Linked DNA regions of Mus musculus: regions 1, 2, 4, 5 and 6 are each linked to region 3. Evidence: chromatin contacts called from public HiChIP or PLAC-seq and promoter capture Hi-C data. All regions are on one chromosome and are shown on one strand. The core of a region is the stretch at or near the end of the contact, and the rest is flanking DNA. Distances in the headings are between cores, read along the strand shown. Region 1 holds the start of Ripply3 (ripply transcriptional repressor 3). Region 2 overlaps Setd4 (SET domain containing 4). Region 3 holds the start of Chaf1b (chromatin assembly factor 1, subunit B (p60)). Region 4 holds the start of Ttc3 (tetratricopeptide repeat domain 3). Region 5 holds the start of Hlcs (holocarboxylase synthetase (biotin- [propriony-Coenzyme A-carboxylase (ATP-hydrolysing)] ligase)). Region 6 overlaps Hlcs (holocarboxylase synthetase (biotin- [propriony-Coenzyme A-carboxylase (ATP-hydrolysing)] ligase)).

Region 1 (3,262 bases), core at 88-2,587, 440 kb after region 3:
ATGCAGGTAAAACACACATAAGATAAAATGATCTAAAAATAACCTTTTATCTAATTTTCCATAGTGTTCAGGACTCCGTAGAGTTCCTGGATTTCAGACACAGGACTAGGAGAGAAAAGAGACCTGCACAAATTTATTTATTTATTTATTTAAGTTTCTGAGACAGGGTTTCTCTGTGCATCCTTAGACTGTCCTGGAACTCACTCTGTAGACCAGGCTGGCCTTGAACTCACAGAGATCCCCTTGCCTCTGCCTCCTGAGTGATGGCTCAACATGAGTGTGTTTTTATCAGCTATATAACATACCCCCATCCTTTACATACTATTGGGAACACTTGGCTGTCACTAGATACCTTTTCATTCTTTGGGCTCACAGATACACGTTATCAAAGTTCTTTAAAAGGCACCCACATCTAGGTGTTTTTTTATTAAAACAACAAGAAACCACTGACACCTTAACTGTGTTCGTGAGTTCACATTGTTTGCTCACTCCCAGCTTCCTGCTTTATATTCAGGGCTTTTAATACTGTAAATAAAATTTGTAAATACTCCCTCTTTCCTATTTGCCCTTAATTGGTGTTAAATATTCCCCAGATCTTAAATAAACCATTCGAAAACATTTTATTCCCCACCCCTCTCGGTTTTTAAAACCCGAGTCACTTAATTTAAATGACACAGACCAAGCTACAGTGTTCACATGCAGTCACCTGGCACTGGAGAACAGGTTATTGGGCAAAGGGGTACCCGGGGTCCTGACTGGTGACCCCTAACAGGAAGCACCCCTCCCCCATCTTAAGGCTTTCGTCGGTGCGGAGGTTGCGCCTAAACCCTCGCCTGGCTTCGTAAACCCAGCTGTCACCCACTCGTGGAGCTGTCCTGACCCTCGGTGTAGCGAGGACTCTGTGCCCCACACTCACCACCTCTCACAGTGCTGAAAGGGAAACTCTGGGAGAACTGGGGTGCGGGGTGGGGCTTCATGCTTTTAGGGATCAGAGCCCCGAGGGCAGCGGCCCCAGGAGTTGCTCAGCAGTGGGGAAAATTGTTCCCCGGGACGCGCAGCCGCCACCCGTCATCTCGGAGGCCCTGTAGGCCGTCTGTCCCGCCCTGCGCTTCCCGCTCCGCCAGTGACCCTCCTGGTTTTCTTTTGTCCTTTCTCCACTCTGGACACACACCCCTCCCCGCCGTCCCGACCCTGCTCTCTTCCTTGAGCCTTTCTGGTCTCCACCCTCTGCTTCCTCCGTCCCTTCCCGAGGTCCCTTGCCCTCCCCCTCCCCACGGGGCGCAGTTTCCCCGAGTCCCCTCCCCGCCCCGCCCCAGTTTTTAAACCTGGCGCCGAGTGAGCGGGTAGGTGAGCGCGTTCAGCCAGGGGGACCAGGCGCCGTCGGGCTGAGAGATTCGCGCGACACCCGCACCATGAGACCGGAGGCGGCCGGAGTCCGGGAGGCGCGGGGACGCCTCTGCCACTGTCCGGGGGATGATCCCGGGAGGCTACCGCTGCCACGCGGGCCCGAAAGGTGAGGGTGTCCTGTGGCCCCGGTGGAGGTGCACCCAGACACTGAGCTCCTTAACCTGAGATCGACTACTGCAAACTCCTGTCTGAAGTGCAGGGACCCCGCGGATATCTGGCAAGGAAATGGGCAACACTTGCGTGTATTGAGGATCTGAAATTGATCCAGCTGGAAAATACTGAAGGCTGGGGGCCCCATAAGAAATTTATAAAAGGATCCTGCGGTCTATCACAAAGTGACAGTCTCCTGCCCTACGCTGGGGATCGGTGTTTGCCCATCCAGGGACATCGCTATCTTTAAAGCTGTGAAGTTTAAGGAAATCAGATTAGCTGGGTAGGTAGGAAGCGGAGCAGTTTGGCGATGCAGAAACGCCTTTGGCATAGTAGTCTAAGGAGTCTCCAGCAGCAGAGGTGGTGTACTTGAAACCAACCATCTGTATTAGAAAAATTTGAGGTATCAATGAGAGATTTGCTAGGAGAAAAAATAATCTCCACTCACACGCGCCCTAATAATAGGTTAGATTTGGGGCTTCCCATCTCAGAGTGTACTAGGAAGCAGAGCCCGGAGAATTCTTCAGGAGGCAGGAACAGGTAAAGTACTGACTGGCCCATCGGCAGACAGACCTTAAGGGATCATGGTGTGTGCAGGGACTCTTTGTCAAACAGACACTATGGTATCAACCTCATAGTAACCTTTGGGGGGGCGGGGCGGCAGAAACGCCAGGAGTTCAGTCTCTCCTGGTGCTTGTTTCCAGTTCCATTCCAGCCCCGTGGAGACCGTGGATGTCGCCTCCCCCCGGAGATGCTGAACTGACCAGAACTGAACGTCCGGTAAGCTAAATGTGACTGTTGTAGGCAATAGTCAATCCAGAAAGCGGCACCACGTCTATAATAACTTTGAAAACAAAACCAAAACCCGGGGGAAGGACTCCTCTCTCGTGCTTAGCTTGGCCTAACCCACAAGTAAGTTCCTGAAGGTCTGGTGGGTAGAGCCCAGAGTGAACGGAGGTGCTAATGGGCCCACTGGGCTCGCGATTGCTCCTCCGTCCTTGAAAAGCAAACAGCTGAGGACATGGGCTTTGCATGGTAATTACATGCAGCGGTGGGAGAGGAGGGTTCTTCTATAAACCAGAGCATGGGGGAGGGAGGGGCAAAGCCCAGCCCCCTTAGAGAAAAGCTGATTATGTACCACACTGCAAAGCAGGCAGACCTCCATCCACCTCAGGTGCCCAGACAGTGCAGTTAAAAGCTCCCACCCTTGTCTGGCCCTGTCTGCAAGAACTCTTGCAGGATCTTCTGTTCTCTGTGCAAATACACTCAAGCACCGGGCTTTGTCAGCAAAGATTAATTGCCACAGCTATCCCTTTATCTTTGCCTTGCCGGTTAATTGCTTTTGACTTATTAAGCGAATGTTTTGCTTACATTTGCTATATTCTCAAATATAAATGGACCTTTAAAACAGTGGAGGTAGCTTAGGAAGGGCCATGCATCTCACTTACACAACACCTGTGGGATACAGCTTAATGTACAGATAGATGTGATATGAAAAGTTAACTGTGGGAAATTACTCCTCTATTATTCTTTTACATTTAAGTTATTTTCTTTGAATACTGAGTGCTTTAATTCAGTTAGCATTTATAGAAGCTTAAAGAACGGAGCAAACAGGAGGGCAGCTAGAGTCTGCTACATGGTTTTGTTTCAGTCCTGATAATCCCTGCTCCAAATTTCTAAGTGACTGAAGAGAACTCTTTCTATC
Region 2 (3,530 bases), core at 11-2,510, 300 kb before region 3:
ATTCAATAAAGTCATTTCAGCAGGTCCCCGTTACCGGAGATGGCACTCACTCTGCAAGATGACACACAGCACGCCCATTCTTCCGGAGCACAGTGAAGCTCGGCTCCTAAGCCGTGACATCATTCAGCTCCTGAGTGGGAGCCACCAGCACGGAGGAAGAAAGAGGAGCAGAGTAAATCAAGGGCCAGCTAGTCAGTCGGCTCCCGGCCAGCAGAGACTGGATTCTATTTTCACAGCAGTCCTGGGTCTGGTGGACAAGTCATTGAAGTCACACCCACCAGCTACAGGGGCACAAGGGGCAGAAACACAAAACCGGAAGGCCAGGCTCTGGCAAATGGCCACAAGACTCAGCAGCTGTAGCACTGTGTGCTCCTTTAAGGGAAAGTTTTTCCTAAAAGGTGACAGCCACAAACACAGCTCACTGCCACACGCCCTCCAAATGGAAGGAGTCTGCAGCTAGGCCATCCTCTACACCCAGGTGAGTCAGTCACTCACGGTGCCTTGGCTTGCAGAGGTGAAGGCTCTGGGGTGTGACTGGCAGCCCTAACCCCTTAGAAAGGGTGAGGAGCCTGAGCAAGATGAACGTCTACACTGGGTTCTTCTACCCGGCTCCTTTCACGAAAAAGGCCTTCAGCGGGGCTGGTTAGGACAGTTAGAGGGTTGTGGTTAGAAGCTTGCTTACCACAGGAAAAGCCACCCACTGGCAGATGTGCCCTGAACAGTGACAGCGCTGACAATACTCAGTCACCAGGGGTCACCTGGACAGAGGGGCAAGTTCTCAGAGCCACGCACTCTGGAAGGCTAAGGCCCCTGAAAGCAGCGGGGCACAGTCCACTCCTTCCCTCTAAATCCAAGCCTCCCAAACCCCTCAGCTTCACCAGGAAGTAGGCGCAGCTTGTACGTAATGCAGGGGAGACTTACAAGCGCTCGGCTTCCAGACACAGCAACTTGAGAGCCGTGAGTAGCCTCCAGGACGGCCCATCCCATCCAAACGTCAGATTTCTACAAAAGAGAAGCAGGCAACACCAAATGTGTCGCGTAGAAACGACTCCGTGGCAAGCACCCAAGGAAGCCAGCAGTGGCTTTGAACAAGTACAATGCTAGGTCACCTCCACACAGAGGCGAGAAAATCAGGCTGCGGCTACGACGAATGAAGCTGGGTAACACCAGCCTCTGTGTGGGTCACTCCACACAAACGGAACCTGCTCTGACTGCTCTGGGCTGTGCTGGCTAGTTGATGTCATCTTTACACAAGCTAGAGTCACCGGAAAGAAGAGAACCTCAGCTGAGGAACTGCCTCCCTCAGATCCAGCTGCAGAGCACCTTCTTAATCAGTGAACAATGGCGCAGGGCCCCGCCCACTGTGGGTGGAGTCATCCCTGGGCAGGTGGTCCTGGGCTCTATGAGCAAGCAGGAGGAGCAAGCCAAGAGGAACAAAACAGTAAGTAGCTGTCTTAGTCAGGACTTCTATTCCTGCACTAACATCATGACCAAGAAGCAAGATGGGGAGGAAAGGGTTTATTCGGCTTACACTTCCACATTGCTGTTCATCACCAAGGAAGTCAGGACTGGAACTCAAGCAGGTCAGGAAGCAGGAGCTGATGCAGAGGCCATGGAGGGATGTTCATTACTGGCTTGCTTCCCCTGGCTTGCTCAGCCTGCTCTCTTATAGAACCCAAGACTACCAGCCCAAGGATGGCACCACCCACAAGGGGCCTTTCCCCCTTGATCACTAATTGAGAAAATGCTTTACAGTTGTATCTCATGGAGGCATTTCCCCAACTGAAGCTCCTTTCTCTGTGATAACTCCAGCTGTGTCAAGTTGACACACAAAACCAGCAGTGCAGCAGCACCCCTCCATGGCCTCTGCATCAGCTCCTGCCTCCAGGCTTCTGCCGTGCTTGAGTTCCTGTGATGTGGAAGTGTGAGCCAAATGAACCCTTTCCTCCCAGACTTGCTTTTGGTCATGGTGTTTTATCACAGCACTAGTAACCCTAACTAAGACAAGGCTAAAAGCCATTTCCAATCAATTTCAGCCAGACACTGAACTTGGTCACGGGACCACAGCAAGCGGCCTGGTAACTACATCACACGTTTACAGTGAGATGAACACAGAGACCCTGGTCATCCCGGAGAGCAAACAGCCACTGTCGCTGTGTACCCAAAAAACCTGATTTTATCCAGAAAAGAAGACGTGAAAGAGCTGGGGATCCGGTGTAGGTCACCGTCCCTGATGTTCTGCTAGGGACCAGCATGGCCTGTGACAGCGCAGCTCCACCCCACCTGACCCGGGCCTGGGTCACGGACAGGACTGTTTCAAGCTTGACTCTCACCCCTTGAGTGCCTAGGACAACAAGCCCAACTTGCTACAGTCTAAGAGCTTAATAAACACCCACCTGACAGCCAACACAGAGACAGGAGGGTCACACTTACAGAAACCAGAGCCAGGAGTATTCCCATGGGAACTCCCTGAAGGGATAATTTCCAGACAGAAAAGCCTTACCCTGTAAAGCCATGATCCTTCAAAATGGTTATCTTCCTGTGGAGCTGCTTATCTGCTGCAGGGAGGAACTTAACCAGCATGTCTGCATTAGAGAGGAGACCATCAGACTTAGGATGTGATTCAGATAAAGCACATGCCCCTCTCCCTCCCATCAGCCGCCCACGATAACCAGAGTGTCTGCCAGTTCACACCAAGTGTCCTCTTTAGGACAGCTCGCTGAGATCCCGGCTCCCTGAAGAGCTGTGAGCTTTCCAAGGCGGAGGACAGAAGCACAGACGCGAGGCTCAGGCTGCCCCTAAGCACATCAACAGCCTAAGAGGAAGCCGCCAGAGGGTTAGCCCTGCTGGGGGCCAGCTAGGAACAGGCTGCCTCAGCACACGCCCAGGACGGCAATACTGCGTTACACCTGATTCAAAGCAGTCCCCGCAGCCGTGACCACAGCCTCAGCCTAAACTGTGAAGCCTGGCGGACGTTTCTGAAGGAGAGAGAAAGCAATGGCTCTTTTGTTTTTTGAGGTGATAGAAGACTTCCATTCTGTGTTTTAAAAAGAAAGAAAAGCAAGGATTTGGGGGTGTAACTCTGACAGAAGCAAGCTTTCCTTTTCCTTCAGAGAGGGCCTGCACATGCCAGACCAGGCAGGCCACTGAGCCAACCCCTGGGCCCTACTCCATGTTAAACATAATGCTTGTTCCATGTGTTTACACGGTGTACTGGCGAGTTTTGTGTCAACTTGACACAGCTGGAGTTATCACAGAGAAAGGAGCTCCAGCTGAGGAAATGCCTCCATGAGATCCAACTGTAAGGCATTTTCTCAATTAGTGATCAAGGGGGAAAGGCCCCTTGTGGGTGGTGCCATCTCTGGGCTGGTAGTCTTGGGTTCTATAAGAGAGTAAGCTGGGGGCTGGAGAGGTGGCTCAGTGGGTAAGAGCACTGACTGCTCTTCCGAAGGTCCTGAGTTCAATTCCCAGCAACCACATGGTGGCTCACAACCACCCGTGATGAGGTCTGACGCCCTCTTCTGGTGCAT
Region 3 (3,132 bases), core at 367-2,866:
GGCAACTCTTATAAGGACAACATTTAATTGGGGCTGGCTGACAGGTTCAGAGTTTCAGTCCATTATCATCAAGGCATGGCAGCATCCAGGCAGGCATGGTGCAGGCAGAGCTGAAGGTTCCACATCTTGATCTGAAGGCTGCTAGGAGAAGACTGGCTTCCGGGCAGCTAGGATGAGGGTCTTATAGCCCATACCCACAGTGACACACCTACTCCAACAAAGCCACACCTTCTAATAGTGCCACTCCTTGGGCAAACCATATACAAGCCATCACAGTATGTATGCATGTGCACCATATGTGTGCCTGGTGCTTTTGGAGGTCAGAAAAGGGTGTTGGGTTAACTGGAACTGTGTCATGATCCACCATGTGGGTTCTGGAAACTGAACCCAGGGCCTTGACCAAAGCAGCCAGTGCTCTTACATGCTGAGTCCTCTCCAGCTCTTGAGATCATTTCTTTATAAAAACCCAACTTTCGCCGGGCAGTGGTGGTGTATGGCTTTAATCTCAACACTTGAGAGGCAGAGACAGGTGAATTTCTGAGTTCGAGGCCAGCCTGGTCTACAGAATGAGTTTCAGGACAGCCAGGGCTGTACAGAGAAACCCTGTCTTGGAAAAAAAAAAAAACAAAAACAAAAACAAAAACAAAAAAAACCTTAACTTTCATATGCTGGCCTGTAAGAAGTCAAAACCATAGGAGACAAGAATCTTTAAAAAATATGTGACATTATTGAGAAGGTCATGGTGGATAAATTAACCATTACATAATTGGAATGGAAGTTCCTACACATTCATGAGGCTGGCCTCAATCTTGCTGTGTAGTTAAGGTTGACCTTGAACTCCTGATCATCTTCCCATTTCCACCTTCAGAGTGTTGGGATTACCATCATAACAACCATTCTAGGCGTCTGTCACATCGCTAAGAGAGGGCGAAGGCATTGCTGTTTTATTGACATTTTGAAACTCCAGAGCCATTTTGAGATATTTGGTGGGGCAGGACAGCTCTCAAATATCCACTGCCTGGGACACTCTTATTTGGTTATATTAGATGAGTCCCAAAGTTTCCCATCTGCCCTATAAGAAATGTTATATATTTTTTGTTTAGTCTTTAGTTCAGGCTGGCCTGGAACTCTCTGTAGCTGAGGATAACCTTCCTCTTAGGGTCCTCTGGAGTGCTGAGATCACCGGCAGGGGCTGGTGACAGAACCGCTGCTGTTGGCTAAGCGTGCAATCAGCTGCCTGCGTCTCTAGTCCCGCTTTTCTTTCTAGACCGTAAATTCCAGGCGGGAAGATCTGTCCGATGAGCATGTGACACTGACGCGTGGTAGGTAGGACGTCTTGCATCTCGGGTTAGCACGTCAAAGCTGGACGAGCCTGGACTCCTCCGAGGCGCGGGAATGGGATTCCCAGTCCCGCCCAACAGGAGCCACGAGCCGCGACAGCCCCGCCCACGAGAAAGAAAAGAGCCCAGAGCTCCGCCCACCGGAAGCCAAGGTGCCGGGAGATTGCTGGCCACTGGGAGGAGGGATGCCCTGGACCCTCCCATTCAGAGACTTTGTCTTGTGACAGCCCCGCCCACGCGGAGGCGGGACGCCCCGGAACTCCGCCCCGAGGAGGCGTGACCGGAGGCGTGGCCTGCGGCGCGCGGGAAGCTGCGGGCTGTGGCGGCCCCGGGTGGACCGAGTTACTGCAGGTAGGTTTGCTGATACCCGGCTTCCGCGCTTCTGACCTGGGTTGGGCTGCAGCTCCTCACCGGGGCCGTGAGTTCTGATCTCAGCGCGGGCGCAGGCAGAAGGCAGTTCGTCCCAGACCACAGTCCCCACCGGGACCGGGACTCGCGCGCCTTCCGCCAGGCCGGGTTGGGCCGCCCGGACCCGCGCCCCTCCCCGTGAACTCCCTCCCTTGCTGCTCCCCGGGATGATAGCCAGTACTCCGGTACCGGTCTCTGGGACCCCACCTCAACACGATGCTCTGTGCTGCCCGTCCTCGCCTCCGTCTGGGGTGTTTGGTTTCTTTCTCTTCCGGAACCGTACACTGGTGGAAGTCTCTCTACCTGCGGGAGCATTTTAGCTGAAGATTGCAGGTGTCTGAGCCGTCGGCGTCGCTAATGGCTTCTGTGCTCTTTCCCCGGCTCGCCCTTCATGTTCCAGGGTCGCTGTTTAACTCTTTGCTAACGTTTCCAGCCTCCCTTTGCCTGGCGGAAACTCTGGAGGATGAAAGTGATCACGTGTGAAATCGCCTGGCACAACAAGGAGCCAGTGTACAGCCTGGACTTCCAGCATGGGGCAACCTGGAAGATCCACAGGCTGGCATCCGCGGGGGTGGACACCGCCGTCAGGGTAAATGGACAGGCGGGAGGATACGGGGAGGTTCTACGCGGAGCTCACGTTTTCATTCCTTTGTTTAAAACTGAAGGCAGCAACTCAAGTCGGGTTGCCACCTAGTCCAGTGTACTAAGTTCTGAGGCCTGGGGAAAGCAAGGAATGCTGAGAAGATTAGCTTTCTTAACATTTGCTACATTGTTTTTGTTTGTTTTGTTTGTTGTTTCAAGACAGGGTTTCTCTGTGTAGCCCTGGCTGTCCTAGAACTCTGTAGACCAGGCTGACCTCGAACCCTCTGACTCCCAAGTGCTGGGAATAAAGGCGTGGGCCACCACGGCCCGGCTATTTGCTACATTGTTACAAGTGGGTTCTCAGTATTTTAGAATACTAAACTAGGAAGAGCTCTGTGGTGCCAGGCATGTATCCCCAATACCCATACGGTACAGATCTGAAGTTTGAGATTCTCAACAGTAGTGAGTTTGAGTCCAGCCTGGGCTAGGTGAGACCTTGTCTCAAAATAGTAATACTGAGCCTAGCTCCTGTGCTCTGTGCTTTGCCCATTTGCTCTAAAGAACTGGAAGAGGGGAATAGCAGGTAAGGGGACTGATGGTGTGCATTTCTGCTAATACTTCCTTTGATTTACAAAGTTTCAAAAAAGAAATTGCATTTTCTGCCAGAAGATAAGTTGTTGTCTCCTGGAAGGGAGTTAGGAGGTGGCTAGTGTGTTTCTGCAATGTATGCTTTGCTGTCGACAGATCTGGAAGTTGGAGAGGGGGCCAGATGGGAAAGCCATTGTGGAATTTCTCTCCAATC
Region 4 (3,510 bases), core at 736-3,235, 490 kb after region 3:
CTCCTCCACCCTATCCCTGTTTTGCTTCCTGGATATGTTTTACTTATCTGTCGTCTCCAAGTATGCAGAAAGCTCAAATGAAGGCAGACAAGGTTTGGTTATTTTACCTTTCCCTGGCCTCTAACACTGTCTGATACATAGTAAGTGCTCAGTAAATTCTTCAATTAGGTTTTGGTTTATCTAACATGCTTGTAGATTCCAATCCTTAAAATCCTCTTTGAATAGTAATTTATAGAAATAAAGGGCAGCTAATGTTTATTAAGCAGCTTCTTTGCATAAATTACCCAAGTTAATACAAGAGTCAAAGGACTTCAGTAGAGTGAAGTCTGCCAGTATACCTGTTCTAATTCCAGTCCTGTTGCTATTTGGCTTTGATCAAGTTACTTAAATTCAGTATTCCCATCTTTAAACTGAGGAAGCAAGGCAGCACCTACTTCACAGGTTCACTTCATGCAAAACACAAAGCTCTCAGGCCAAACAATGATTCCACGAAAGAGCCAGTAACTGTAGCTTCTTCATCCCACTACACTACAGCTAAGCTAGTACTTTTCACTTAAGAATTGGGAAGGATACCTCCACATAGACATTCTGATTTCTATCAAGGACCAGGTTGGATTGTGGGCATTCAATTTTCTACCACTTGATTGCCTCATATCTTCCAAACTATTTGAAGAGGGACTTTGGTTCTGTTTGTTGAGTTGGTCATATTAAGTTTGTTTTTGTTCTTTGTTTTTGTTTTGTTTTGTTTTGTAAGCCTCAGTGGCCTCATCTACAAAATGGAACATTGTGGGCATTAATGCAGATCCCAGACGTTAAGGGTACATTCTTACACCTGACTTCTCTGGCCCATTATCTTCACTCTTCAGCTACAGCATGCTATCCTGGAGCTATAAGCATCTCACTTCCAAACCTTCACAGGCCTTCACTCAGAGACTCTATCCATGGTCCTTCCTGACTTATTCTGATAGAACTGCCAGGGAGTGGCCTGGAGGTAGCTAACCCCAATTTCTAAACCTTCCAAGGCTCTTCCAGGGCACTCATCATGCTCTCTGAACTGTGGGTTTACTATGCTTCTCCACATGACTATGACCTCAAGGATTGGGGCCAGGTTTTATTCACATTAGCATCAAGCCTAGTGCTAAATAAATATTGGAGAGTTCATCTAGAACTGCATACATAAACTGAGCAAACAAACGGTACCCCTTTTAGGACTCGTGAAGAGACACAGGTAGAAAGAATCAACAGTTCATGTGTGTACGTTCTAAGGACAAACACATTATTTCCTGGTTCTCAATACCATTAAGGGCCTTGGCCATCCATCATTCCAGTACTTACTGAAGCCAAATTGTGAGCTTAGGAAAAGAACAAAGCCATAAATCGCTCTTTCTGGCAATGGCGACGGTGAATTTTCCACCATCTTCCCTGTGGCTTTAGACAATCTGTGGAAAAGGAACACAATCGTCGTCAGACATCTCCCCCCGCCCCCCTTCACCAATGGTCTGTTACATAATCTCATCGCTTGCTGCGGACACAGCCACTGCGGATGTTCGCGCGCGCGCGCCACTGCAGCTGAGGGGGCGGCGGGAGCGCGCGCTGCGGGGAAAATGCGCACCTCGGACCCTCTGAGGCGAGGAAGGGGCCCGGGCTGGACAGAGGCCCCGAGTCCTGCCCTCTCATGATGGGCCCTGTCCCAGCCTTCGTGAGGCTCAGAGGAAACAGGAGGCCCGGGACCTTGAGTCCTGCGAGCACCGACGCCCACCCGTCCCCACCCTTCAGCCCCACTCAGTCCAATGCGCAGGCGCGGCTCAGCTACCCCCGCAGCGTGGGCGGAAATTAAAAAAAAAAAAAAACCTGAGGAAAAGCAGAGGCTGGCAGGCGCCCCCGCCGCTTGGCGCAGGCGCACCGCGACCGCAGCGAGGGGGCTAGCACGGTCTCACCACCCACCCCACCGAGCTGAGGGGGCGACGCGGCGACTGCGCATGCGCACCCTAAGCCACGTGACCCGCCCGCCTCAGGAGCCGCGGAGCGTTCGCTCTGCGGGTCTGGTTGACGTGGAGGGCCGGAGGCGTCGGCAGCCCGCGTCTGAGGCTCGCGGGCTGCGGGCCCGGGTGAGTGCAGACCCTGCGCGCGGCGGGGCTCACGGAAGCGTCTGCGCGTCCCGCCGCAGCCGAGATGCCCGGGCATCGGGGCGCTCCACACCTCCCTCCGTGGGTGTGTGGTGAGTGTGGGTGTGCGCGTCGCCGCGCGTCTCGCCGAGCGCCCGCGCGCTGAGGGGGTGTGGCCGCCCTTGCCCTTGTGGGTGTGTTCCCTTTGTCCAGTGACCCTCGGGCGTCCTTAACGGTAGAAGGGGGGTCTTTTGTGTGCGCGTCGCCTGGCGTGCGGGTGACATCCCGGGTCAGGTACCCGTTCCCGCGTTCCGAGCGCTCGGGGACGCGCCTCTGGGTCTGCGGCTGGCCCGCTTTGTTCCTACGCTCTCCCTTCCCTACGACGGCGTGGGCGTCCTTCTCATCCTCTGAGGATGGTGGTTCCCCTCCCACCTTTGTCACTGCCTTCCCTGTGGTGTGCGCGCCCCCTCCTCAGCACCCGCGCGCGCCCGCCCACCCGCCGCTGCGGCAGGCTGCAGTGGCAGGCGCGCGCGTGCGTCCTCGAGGGTCCCCAAAGGTGCGCTGTGTAGGGGCCCTGTGGCGTGCGCGGGGTTGGAATTGCGGTGACGCGCGTGCGCGCTGCCCCTGGTCTGTGTGTGCGCGCCTCTCCCCCCCACCCCCACCCCCGTTTCTGGGAGGACCCGGGAGGGACGCAGAGCTGCCCCCCACCCCACCTCCCCACCTGCAGCCTTTTCCTACGCCTGCGCAGGGCTGCTGCTCCGCAGTGCTGGCGACGTCACTGAGGCCTGGGCTGCCATCTCCTATTGGGGAGGGGACAGACTAGGGGGGTGGGGGGACAAAGGACCAAAATGAAGCCGAGGGTGTGTCGGTACCACTGCACGGTACCTTTCTCAGAAGCTTGTAGTTTCCAGACGTCCTTCAGTTTGCAAATTCTTTCCACCGTTTGTGCTTGTGCCTCTCACCAGGCGATGGCTAACACTGGGTATTGCAGGGTGTTTATAGCAGCCTTTTAAAGCTCTGGACTCTGGCGAGGGATCAAGGGAACAGGGTTGAAATCATACAGGTTTTACTGCTCTCTCCGGGGCAGTTTTCTCACAACCACAGCTCTAGTTAGAACACGTTCTTTCAAGAAATGTGTATTTTATTTTAAGAAAAATGGGTTTGTTATACGGTAAAACTCTCCTAGGGATTCAATTGCCACTACTGTGCTTGTCAGGGGTTTGTGCTTTGCGCTCAAGGGCTGCGGATTGTCTTTCTCTCCTGCTCGGTTTTCTTATTGTTGCTTAATTTTCCTTTTTTCTCTTTTAATTTCTGGAATACTTAGAGATTAAACACAGGTAGATCTAACCAAATCAGGCCATTTTGTTTGTTATATATTTATTTTTTTGCCAAATTTACTTCAGAT
Region 5 (3,607 bases), core at 744-3,243, 410 kb after region 3:
AACCTTTCCCACATGCAGACATGCCAACAGACATGCTTTAAAGGAAATATGCACCCAGTCAGGAATTCATCGGAGTTTTTAAGAGTGGTTTAGAGGTTAGCCAATAAGATGTGTCTGGCCATTTTTACCTGTGAGTTTTACATCCCTGGGTTCAAACAAAAAAATAATTATCTGTACAAATAATTTTACTTTTGTTCTTGTCATTGACCCCCAAACCACACTCTATGATAACCATTTACAGCTTTTGCCCTGCATCAGGTATTGAAGTAACCAAGAGATGACTCAAACACAGGAGGACCCACACCGAATGCAAATACCACGTTTATACTGGGGACTGAGCATTCCTCAGGTGTTCATATCTTATTTTAGGTGTGCTAGCAACCTTGAAAATCTACTTCAATCATTTTCAGATTTCTGGAAGGATTGTAATTTGATTTTAAAAGGTTTTAGTCTACTAAAATCAAGGGACACCCAGAGCAGAAGAGTCACAGCCCTGAATCTAGAAAGACACAGTAAGGATGTGTGGGCAAAGCTAGGGTTGAGGGACAAGCAGGAGTGCAATGAGGCACAGATACCCATAAGGCTGTGCCCTACTTGGGGTTCTGAAGCAGGGAAGAGCCAAGTAACTGAGTTAGCATAGTTAGAAAACCAAGGTCATGAACATGTTCAAAGTATCGAAGAAATTATCTTTGGCAAATTCTCTACTCTGATATAAACCTCAAAGACTTTGTTTTAAATAAAGGCTTTGTTTTAAATAATCAGCTTAGAGACTGCCACAGTGGAAAAGTCCACCATTGGTGATTATTCTTTGTGATGTCTCTTAAATGGTTTAAGAGAACTGAGCCCAGATATTCTAAGAGGGGCAGATCTGTGTGCACTGCACCTTCCTTGCGCCAGGTGGTACTAGTCATGTCTATTCCTACAGCTGTAAGCTTGGGAAGCCTGAGAGATCTCGGTGTGTAATTCACACTGTATTCTTCTTTAGATTCATTTAATTTTATGTGTACAGCTGTCCCGCCCCCACGTGTGTACGTGCGCCATCTGCATTCCTTGGACTCTCTGGAACTGGAGTCACAGATGGTTAGGAGCCACCATGTGGGGACTTGGAACTAACTAGACATGGATGCTCTGCAAGAGCAACAAGTGTCCTTAACCACTGAACCATCCTCAATCCCCACACGGTGTTTCTTAGAGTGCTTTCTTTGTTAGTTCCCTAGAAGCACGATTCCATCCTCATTACTAAGCAGCTTGACAAAAATATTCACCCTGAAGTAAGATTATGATTCTCGTATCGGTGTTAGGGTTTGACATCTACGGGGGAAAAAAAACTCTCAGTTTAGTGCTGAAAGTGAGGCAGATTTCCAGAAGGAAGCGGAAAGGGCAGAGACGGCTGAAAAGCAAAACACTGAATGGTGTTCACGGAAACAAGTGTGTCCAGAAGTGTATGGTAGGAAGTGCACTGTGAAGTCAGGTCCCTTGCCTGCAGCCGACCTGTGCAAACGGCCAGAGTGCCCCCTTCCCAGTGAGGGGCAGCGGCCATCACCCTCCGACAGGACCAGAAGCTAGCCCACGGGAACACTAGGTGCCACGAGGGATGTCCGGGATGTGCCTGCTGCAGCTGCAGGACCGGAGACACCAGGGAGGGGCAGCTGGCCCGCGGCCCACAGGTCACAGCAGGGCTTCCCGGGCTCCCGTGCACGCGTGGGCTGTGCGAGCCGAGCTGCAGCCGAGCCCCGTCCACGCGGCGACCCCGCCCGCCGCCCACCTGGCTCTCGCCGACGCAGAAGACGCGGCCGCCCTGGCTCAGGCACACGCGCGCGTCCCTGGGCTGCGCGGCCGCGCGGCAGAAGGTGAAGGAGCAGCGCGAAGCACGCAGCCGCCGCACCGTGGACAGCACCAGCGCGGCCGGCCGGCGCCCCCAGCGCGCCCACAGGTACAGGTAGCACAGCGTGATGAGCATGGCCGGCGCCCGCGCCCGGCTCGCGCCAGGCCCCGCCCCGGCCGGAAGCGAGGCTTCGGGAGTGTGGAGTGCGCGTGCGCTGCAGGAGGGGGGCTGAGGGCGGAGCGGGTGTGCGGGGCAAGGAAGGATGCAGGAGAGGGATGCGCTAGAGGTGGAAGGATGCAGCAGGCTGGGTAGCATCTGGGGGCGCCAGGACCATGGAGAGGGTGCCTCGGGTAAAGAGAGGCTACAGGAATGGAAAGGGCAGGCAGGACTGAAGATGGCATTGGAAGAGAGGTCACTGTCTGGTCTCAGGAGGCTGGCTTTTCCAAGAGGGGCTGGGGGAAAGGTGAGCCAGGAGATTGAAGGTGTGCTCTGGAGATGGAGAGACCTGGGCTGCAGAACTAGAGTGAACTGGGGAGGTGAGAGGGGCTGTGCTAGGGACATACAGGGACAGGGGCAGAGTAGTGAGGGGCTGGGAAAGTATTGGGGGGGAGGGAGCAGAGAGGGTGAGGGAGGTGGATAGCCTGATCAAGTCAAAGTTCAGCCTCCATTCCTTGAGGGTGGGGATGAGTGAGGCACTGGGCCTAAGTTTATATCAACAGCCAGTATTTGCGAACTATCAACACATTACAAATCAGAGAACTGACAAGACTGACGGCCTCTACCCGACCCAGTTGGTAAATCAGGTGAAGCTGTTTTATTAGATCATGCTAAACCTTCAAAAAGTGCTATTGGGTAAATTACATGGATTCATATGAAGAACACACACACACACAAAAAAAAAAAAAAAAAAAAAAAAAAAAAAAAAAACCCGAGGTATTCCCACTACATGTCTGTTACCGGTTTAACTGTGGGCATCCTGAGCCCAGTGGAAGGAGGGAACATCAGTTATGATTCCCAGAGGGCCTGTCCCAGGGGAAGCAAAATTCTCCCAGCAATTAAAAACAGCAGCTTTCTTCCCCAGAGCCTCCCATCCACAATAACTCTGAACAAACAATTTGTAGTTGCTTGCTGCCCTGACCCTTGCTCCCGAACTGCAAACAAGCAGCATAATGTGTTAACAACAGTCAGGTACACTGGCCATGGATCTGCTCATCTCAAATGGCCACTCACTCTGCAGTGGTGGCGCATGCCTTTAGTTCCAGCGCTTGGGAGGCAGAGGCAAGCTAATCTCTGTGTTCGAGGCCAGACTGGTCTATAGAGTGAGTTCCAGGACAGCTGGGGCTACACAAAGAAACTGTGTCTGGAAAAGAAAAAAGAAGTCCACTCACAGAACCTCAGCCTTGTGGTCAGATGGTGTAGCAACAACAGATTTAGCAGGAGGGTCCAGGAAGAAATGACTGGGCTCATGAGGAAGGTACATGTCACTGAGGACGGGAGGGCGGGCTGTATTGAGGGGAAGGCAGTCAGCTTTCCCTAGTGGAAGTGGCTCCCTGCAAGGCACTAATTACTACCAAGTAGTGTTCGTTTGGATAGTGTTATGTCAACTTGGCACAAGCTGGAGTCACTGGAGAGGAGGGAAGCTCAACTGAGAAAGTGCCTTCATACGACTGGGCTGTGTTTGTAGTGGTTCTCAACCTTCCTAATACTGTGACCCTTTAATACAGTTCCTCTTGTTTTGGCGACCCACAAACACAAATTAGCCCTGGATTCTATAAGTAAGCT
Region 6 (3,413 bases), core at 751-3,250, 360 kb after region 3:
TCTGGGATTTGAGCCCAGGCCCTCAATTTGCACAGCAGGAATTTTATGCATGGAGCCATCTCCCCACCTCTGAGAGACCTGTTTAACATATAAGAAAAGGAGTTATTAGAAAGATGTTCTGAGAGAAAGCGAGGCATGTCCAAGAATAGTCACAGTGTGCACCTGGCAGGACTCCAGTTCACGAGGTAAAGCTAGAAGACCTGGGATGTAAGAAGTCAGAGACTCTCCACCTTAAGCAAAGCCTATTCGTGAGTTGCCTATAAAACATCCGAGGGAGGAGTGGGCCTTTGCTAGGGGCCATATACAGTGGGGCCTGAAACCTCTTTCCAATTAACACTCTTGTGCATGCCTTTGAAAGTGATGGGGGAAGGGGAGGGGACCTACTGTATCCTCCAGCACCTTTGGCCTTATGCCCTCAAGGCAGGGTGTCTCCCTGACCCCAGACCTCACTGTGTCTGACTGGGGGTGGCCCCAGGATCTCCTTATCTCTGCTACAGAGTGCTGGGGTTACAGGCCAGTGAAGCCACATGCAGAAGTTTTGTCTGTGTGTTTGTTTTAAGATTTTATTATTTTCGTGTGTTTGAGTGTTTCAACAGTTGTGAGCCACCCTGTAGATGCTGGGAACCAAACTCAGGTCCTCTGTAAAAGTAGTAAGCGCACTTAGTCACAGAGCTACCCACAGCCCCTGCACCCGGGTTTTGCTAGTACTTGGGACCCAAACCACCAGGTCCCCACGCTTCCAAAGCAAACGCTCTTGCTCACTGAGTCACCTCCTGTGTGTGTGTGTGTGTGTGTGTGTGTGTGTGTGTGTGTGTGTGTAGGCCAGAGAAAAGCTTACAGGAGTGAGTCCATTCTCTTTCAGCTAGGTGAGTCTTTGGGATCACAGTTGGTCAGGCTTGGCAGCAAGCCCCTTTACCCACTGAGCCCTCTTGTCAGCCTCCCAGCTATGTTGGTACTCTTCACAGCAAATGTTGGCTCTCAGCTCGCCAGGGGCTTTAGACTCCGGGGGGGGGGGGGGCTGGAGGGGAGTACTCCTCTCCCTCCCCACGCCACCATAACATCCCACCTGTCCAACCTGCCTCACAATCACACAGGCAACAAGTGGCAGAGCTGGAACTTGATGCCATGAAACCAAATCCACCTGCCCCGGAATTCTTGCTCTTATTCCTCCCCACGGTCTCCAGCAATGGCCCCCCGCCTTACTCAGGTCCAAGTAACACAGACTATTATGGCCTGCTAACAGTGCCCCAGACAGATGCAAACTCTGGCAAGTGCAAGTTGGGGGTAGTGATAATACAGGGGTGCAGCTTGGAGCTCAGTACGAGGAACTTCAATCTGAAGCTTGGATTCGCCATCTCCCTGCTGCTTCTATTCTGACAGATGACATCTCTCACACAGAACAAAGTTTATCGCGTAGCAGAGTTACTCCTGGCCTCACGGCGATCCGGTTTGGGCAGGATATAGTGCGTTCAGAATGTCCAATAAAGATCTCTTCACGGAAGTGTGGGCAGAGTTGAAAGAATCAGAGTGAGGGGCAATGAGGCACCCGGGGCCCACAGGACGGGAGGAGCAAACGGGAAGAGCCTCTCATTGGGGCTACGAGCACACGGAACACAGAACAGCCTCACAATGGAACCCACCAGAGGTGGGCGCGGGAGGACCCCGACCCTCGGACAGTGCAGAGGGTGAGGGAGGACTGGGCGCTGACTGGGGAGGGTACTCACAGACCAGGCCTGGCTTCTGTCCCTGCTGCCATCTGCCTTTCTGCACACTCTGATCCTCTCTGCCAGAACCTAGGCCAAACTGGAACAGGAACTCTGCGACTCTTAGCTACCTTTCCGTTGTGTCCAAACACAATGAGATAAAGCCGACGGGCTTATGGAAGGAATGGTGGATTTGAGAGGTGGTGGGATTTGAGCGGGTAGTTTCTCCTGGCTGGGAGGCACAACAGTGGGAGCGGTGGCCAGAACAGGAAGCTGAGAGCTCACGCCCTCAACTGTGGGCACGAGACAGAGAGAGGGAACTGAGAGTGAGGTTAGGCAGCGACTCCGAGACCACCCCCTGGTGACTACACCCCTGCAGTAAAGCCACACCCCTGAAGAAACACCCTGAGTCCCCAAGGGTGAGACCAGGGGACACACCTCATTTAAACCACCACAGTCTACTATACACACCACCTGTGAGATGAATCTGAGGGGCGTGCTCCTCCCCATCTCCATCCACACCAGTGCCTCTGCGAAGTAGGCACTCAGTATGTGTCCAGTAAAGTGATAGCCTGGCTCAGTTGTAGTAAAAGGCCCTAGATTTACTACTTTCTACCCCTCCACCACCCCCAACCCTTCCCCCACCGACCCCCACCACCCTGCCAACTAGTGAAGACCACAAAGGGCTTGAGGGGAAACAGTAACAGGAGAAATGAATAAGTCATTTCTAACGAGGCTGGTTTTATGGGCCTCACACCTCCTCCGGGCCAACCAGGCTAGTTCTAGGAGCACAGGGAAGGGGAGGGCTCCTAGACAAAGGGAGGCTTTAGGCAGGAATCAGGCGCTGCCCTTACAACAAGAGGGGTGGACTTCCACTCACAGGACTCCTGGGTTTGGGTCGGCATCCGCAGGAGTCTCCAAGGCCTTCATTAGCCGTGCCTTATGCGAAACGCCCGCCATTTGTCAGAGTCCAACACAAACCAACTTCTGACAGTTTGGGGAATGTGAAGGGGGCAAAGCCAAGGAAACCATGCCTGGGGTGCCAGTTGGAAAAGCCTGCTCAGCTCTCCCGGAAGTGGACTCACCTGGCCTCTTCGTACTTCCTGCTATGGTCTGGGTGTATCCCACAAGTTCCTAGTCATGGCTCAAATTCCATAATGCAGCAGTGTTGGGGAGTGGGGACTTGTGAACAGTGCTTGGGTCACAGGGAATCGAGGAGCCCAAGTGTGGATGACTGCCCCCACCTTCTTCAGAGGTTGGATGGGTCGCCCGCCTGACAGCCCACTCTCACAGAGCAGTTCATCCCGTATGTTTCACTTCCTCCACAGATATCTGCTGCATGGTATGGTCTGCTGGTGGCATGTACCCCAGAAGCTCACATTTGTACATTTAGTCCCCTGGTGGAAGCGCTACAGGAGCTGGGAGCCTTCAACCAGGGGCCGGTCTTCCAGGTCGGACCTACCTCTGCTCCTGGTCCAGCCAGGCTAGGCAGGAGCTCAAGCATGCAAACACTGCCCTCCGCCACTGAGCTGCTCTGACATGAGGAATCCACAATCCAAAGCAGAACCCCTTTGCTTACTTACACCCCCTCTGTTGGGTGCTCTGTCCCATGATGGCTTCTGCTGGTCACCACCAGCTGAGACACCGCCTCTGCATCTAGGATATACTCAGTCCCACCATTTTTCATGTGCCTGTCTTCTGTCTGCCTGG

The links. Promoter capture Hi-C pulls out the DNA fragments that hold promoters and counts their contacts. HiChIP or PLAC-seq counts read pairs in DNA pulled down with a chosen protein or histone mark. Capture Hi-C pulls out chosen DNA fragments and counts their contacts.
Region 1: a promoter capture Hi-C map of pancreatic islet shows a contact between it and region 3. The contact joins the promoter of Ripply3 here to the promoter of Chaf1b in region 3. A contact is called at or near these places in 6 of 39 promoter capture datasets (the C10 cell line, cranial neural crest, liver and 2 more), 4 of 115 datasets of contacts at active chromatin or transcription factors (craniofacial prominence, embryonic limb bud, forebrain and 1 more) and 3 of 9 other capture datasets (adipose tissue, liver and pancreatic islet).
Region 2: an H3K4me3 HiChIP or PLAC-seq map of bone marrow-derived macrophages shows a contact between it and region 3, with 3 times the contacts expected there. The contact joins the enhancer-like site here to the promoter of Chaf1b in region 3. A contact is called at or near these places in 1 of 484 Hi-C or Micro-C datasets (embryonic stem cells), 3 of 115 datasets of contacts at active chromatin or transcription factors (bone marrow-derived macrophages, effector CD8 T cells and memory CD8 T cells) and 3 of 9 other capture datasets (adipose tissue, embryonic stem cells and liver).
Region 4: a contact with region 3 is called in a promoter capture Hi-C map of adipose tissue. The contact joins the promoter of Ttc3 here to the promoter of Chaf1b in region 3. A contact is called at or near these places in 6 of 39 promoter capture datasets (the HPC-7 cell line, cranial neural crest, frontonasal cranial neural crest and 3 more), 1 of 484 Hi-C or Micro-C datasets (embryonic stem cells), 3 of 115 datasets of contacts at active chromatin or transcription factors (astrocytes, forebrain and memory CD8 T cells) and 3 of 9 other capture datasets (adipose tissue, liver and macrophages).
Region 5: a promoter capture Hi-C map of pancreatic islet shows a contact between it and region 3. The contact joins the promoter of Hlcs here to the promoter of Chaf1b in region 3. A contact is called at or near these places in 2 of 39 promoter capture datasets (the C10 cell line and hippocampal neurons) and 2 of 9 other capture datasets (liver and pancreatic islet).
Region 6: a contact with region 3 is called in a promoter capture Hi-C map of liver, with 2.1 times the contacts expected there. The contact joins the enhancer-like site here to the promoter of Chaf1b in region 3. A contact is called at or near these places in 9 of 39 promoter capture datasets (the 3T3-L1 cell line, 3T3-L1-derived adipocytes, frontonasal cranial neural crest and 5 more), 4 of 115 datasets of contacts at active chromatin or transcription factors (forebrain, large pre-B cells, memory CD8 T cells and 1 more) and 1 of 9 other capture datasets (embryonic stem cells).

The regions. Positions count from the first base shown.
Region 1 is chr16:94,327,085-94,330,346 of GRCm38.p6, forward strand. Ripply3 (ripply transcriptional repressor 3) reads left to right here and starts at 1,338. Exons shown (of 4, transcript NM_133229.2): 1 at 1,338-1,513; 2 at 2,262-2,337. The coding sequence starts at 1,413.
Region 2 is chr16:93,585,316-93,588,845 of GRCm38.p6, forward strand. Setd4 (SET domain containing 4) reads right to left here. Exons shown (of 12, transcript NM_145482.3): 9 at 2,504-2,585; 10 at 922-1,002. Among named protein-coding and RNA genes, the nearest start is that of Setd4, 17 kb to the right of the region's middle. Within about 2 kb of position 1,261, at least 118 of the 459 cell types and tissues checked have an H3K27ac peak or open chromatin away from gene starts, as enhancers often do. A contact at or near this core is called in bone marrow-derived macrophages, effector CD8 T cells and memory CD8 T cells, where this site is marked.
Region 3 is chr16:93,882,285-93,885,416 of GRCm38.p6, forward strand. It overlaps Chaf1b (chromatin assembly factor 1, subunit B (p60)), which reads left to right and starts at 1,617. Exons shown (of 14, transcript NM_028083.4): 1 at 1,617-1,691; 2 at 2,182-2,337; 3 at 3,075-3,132. The coding sequence starts at 2,212.
Region 4 is chr16:94,368,754-94,372,263 of GRCm38.p6, forward strand. Ttc3 (tetratricopeptide repeat domain 3) reads left to right here and starts at 1,986. Exons shown (of 46, transcript NM_009441.2): 1 at 1,986-2,108. It overlaps Pigp (phosphatidylinositol glycan anchor biosynthesis, class P), which reads right to left and starts at 1,797. Exons shown (of 5, transcript NM_001159618.1): 1 at 1,613-1,797; 2 at 1,336-1,439. The coding sequence starts at 1,677.
Region 5 is chr16:94,288,298-94,291,904 of GRCm38.p6, forward strand. It overlaps Hlcs (holocarboxylase synthetase (biotin- [propriony-Coenzyme A-carboxylase (ATP-hydrolysing)] ligase)), which reads right to left and starts at 1,994. Exons shown (of 11, transcript NM_001360045.1): 1 at 1,766-1,994. The coding sequence starts at 1,960.
Region 6 is chr16:94,244,126-94,247,538 of GRCm38.p6, forward strand. All of the region lies in intron 5 of Hlcs (holocarboxylase synthetase (biotin- [propriony-Coenzyme A-carboxylase (ATP-hydrolysing)] ligase)), which reads right to left. Among named protein-coding and RNA genes, the nearest start is that of Hlcs, 44 kb to the right of the region's middle. Within about 2 kb of position 2,001, at least 62 of the 459 cell types and tissues checked have an H3K27ac peak or open chromatin away from gene starts, as enhancers often do. A contact at or near this core is called in liver and memory CD8 T cells, where this site is marked.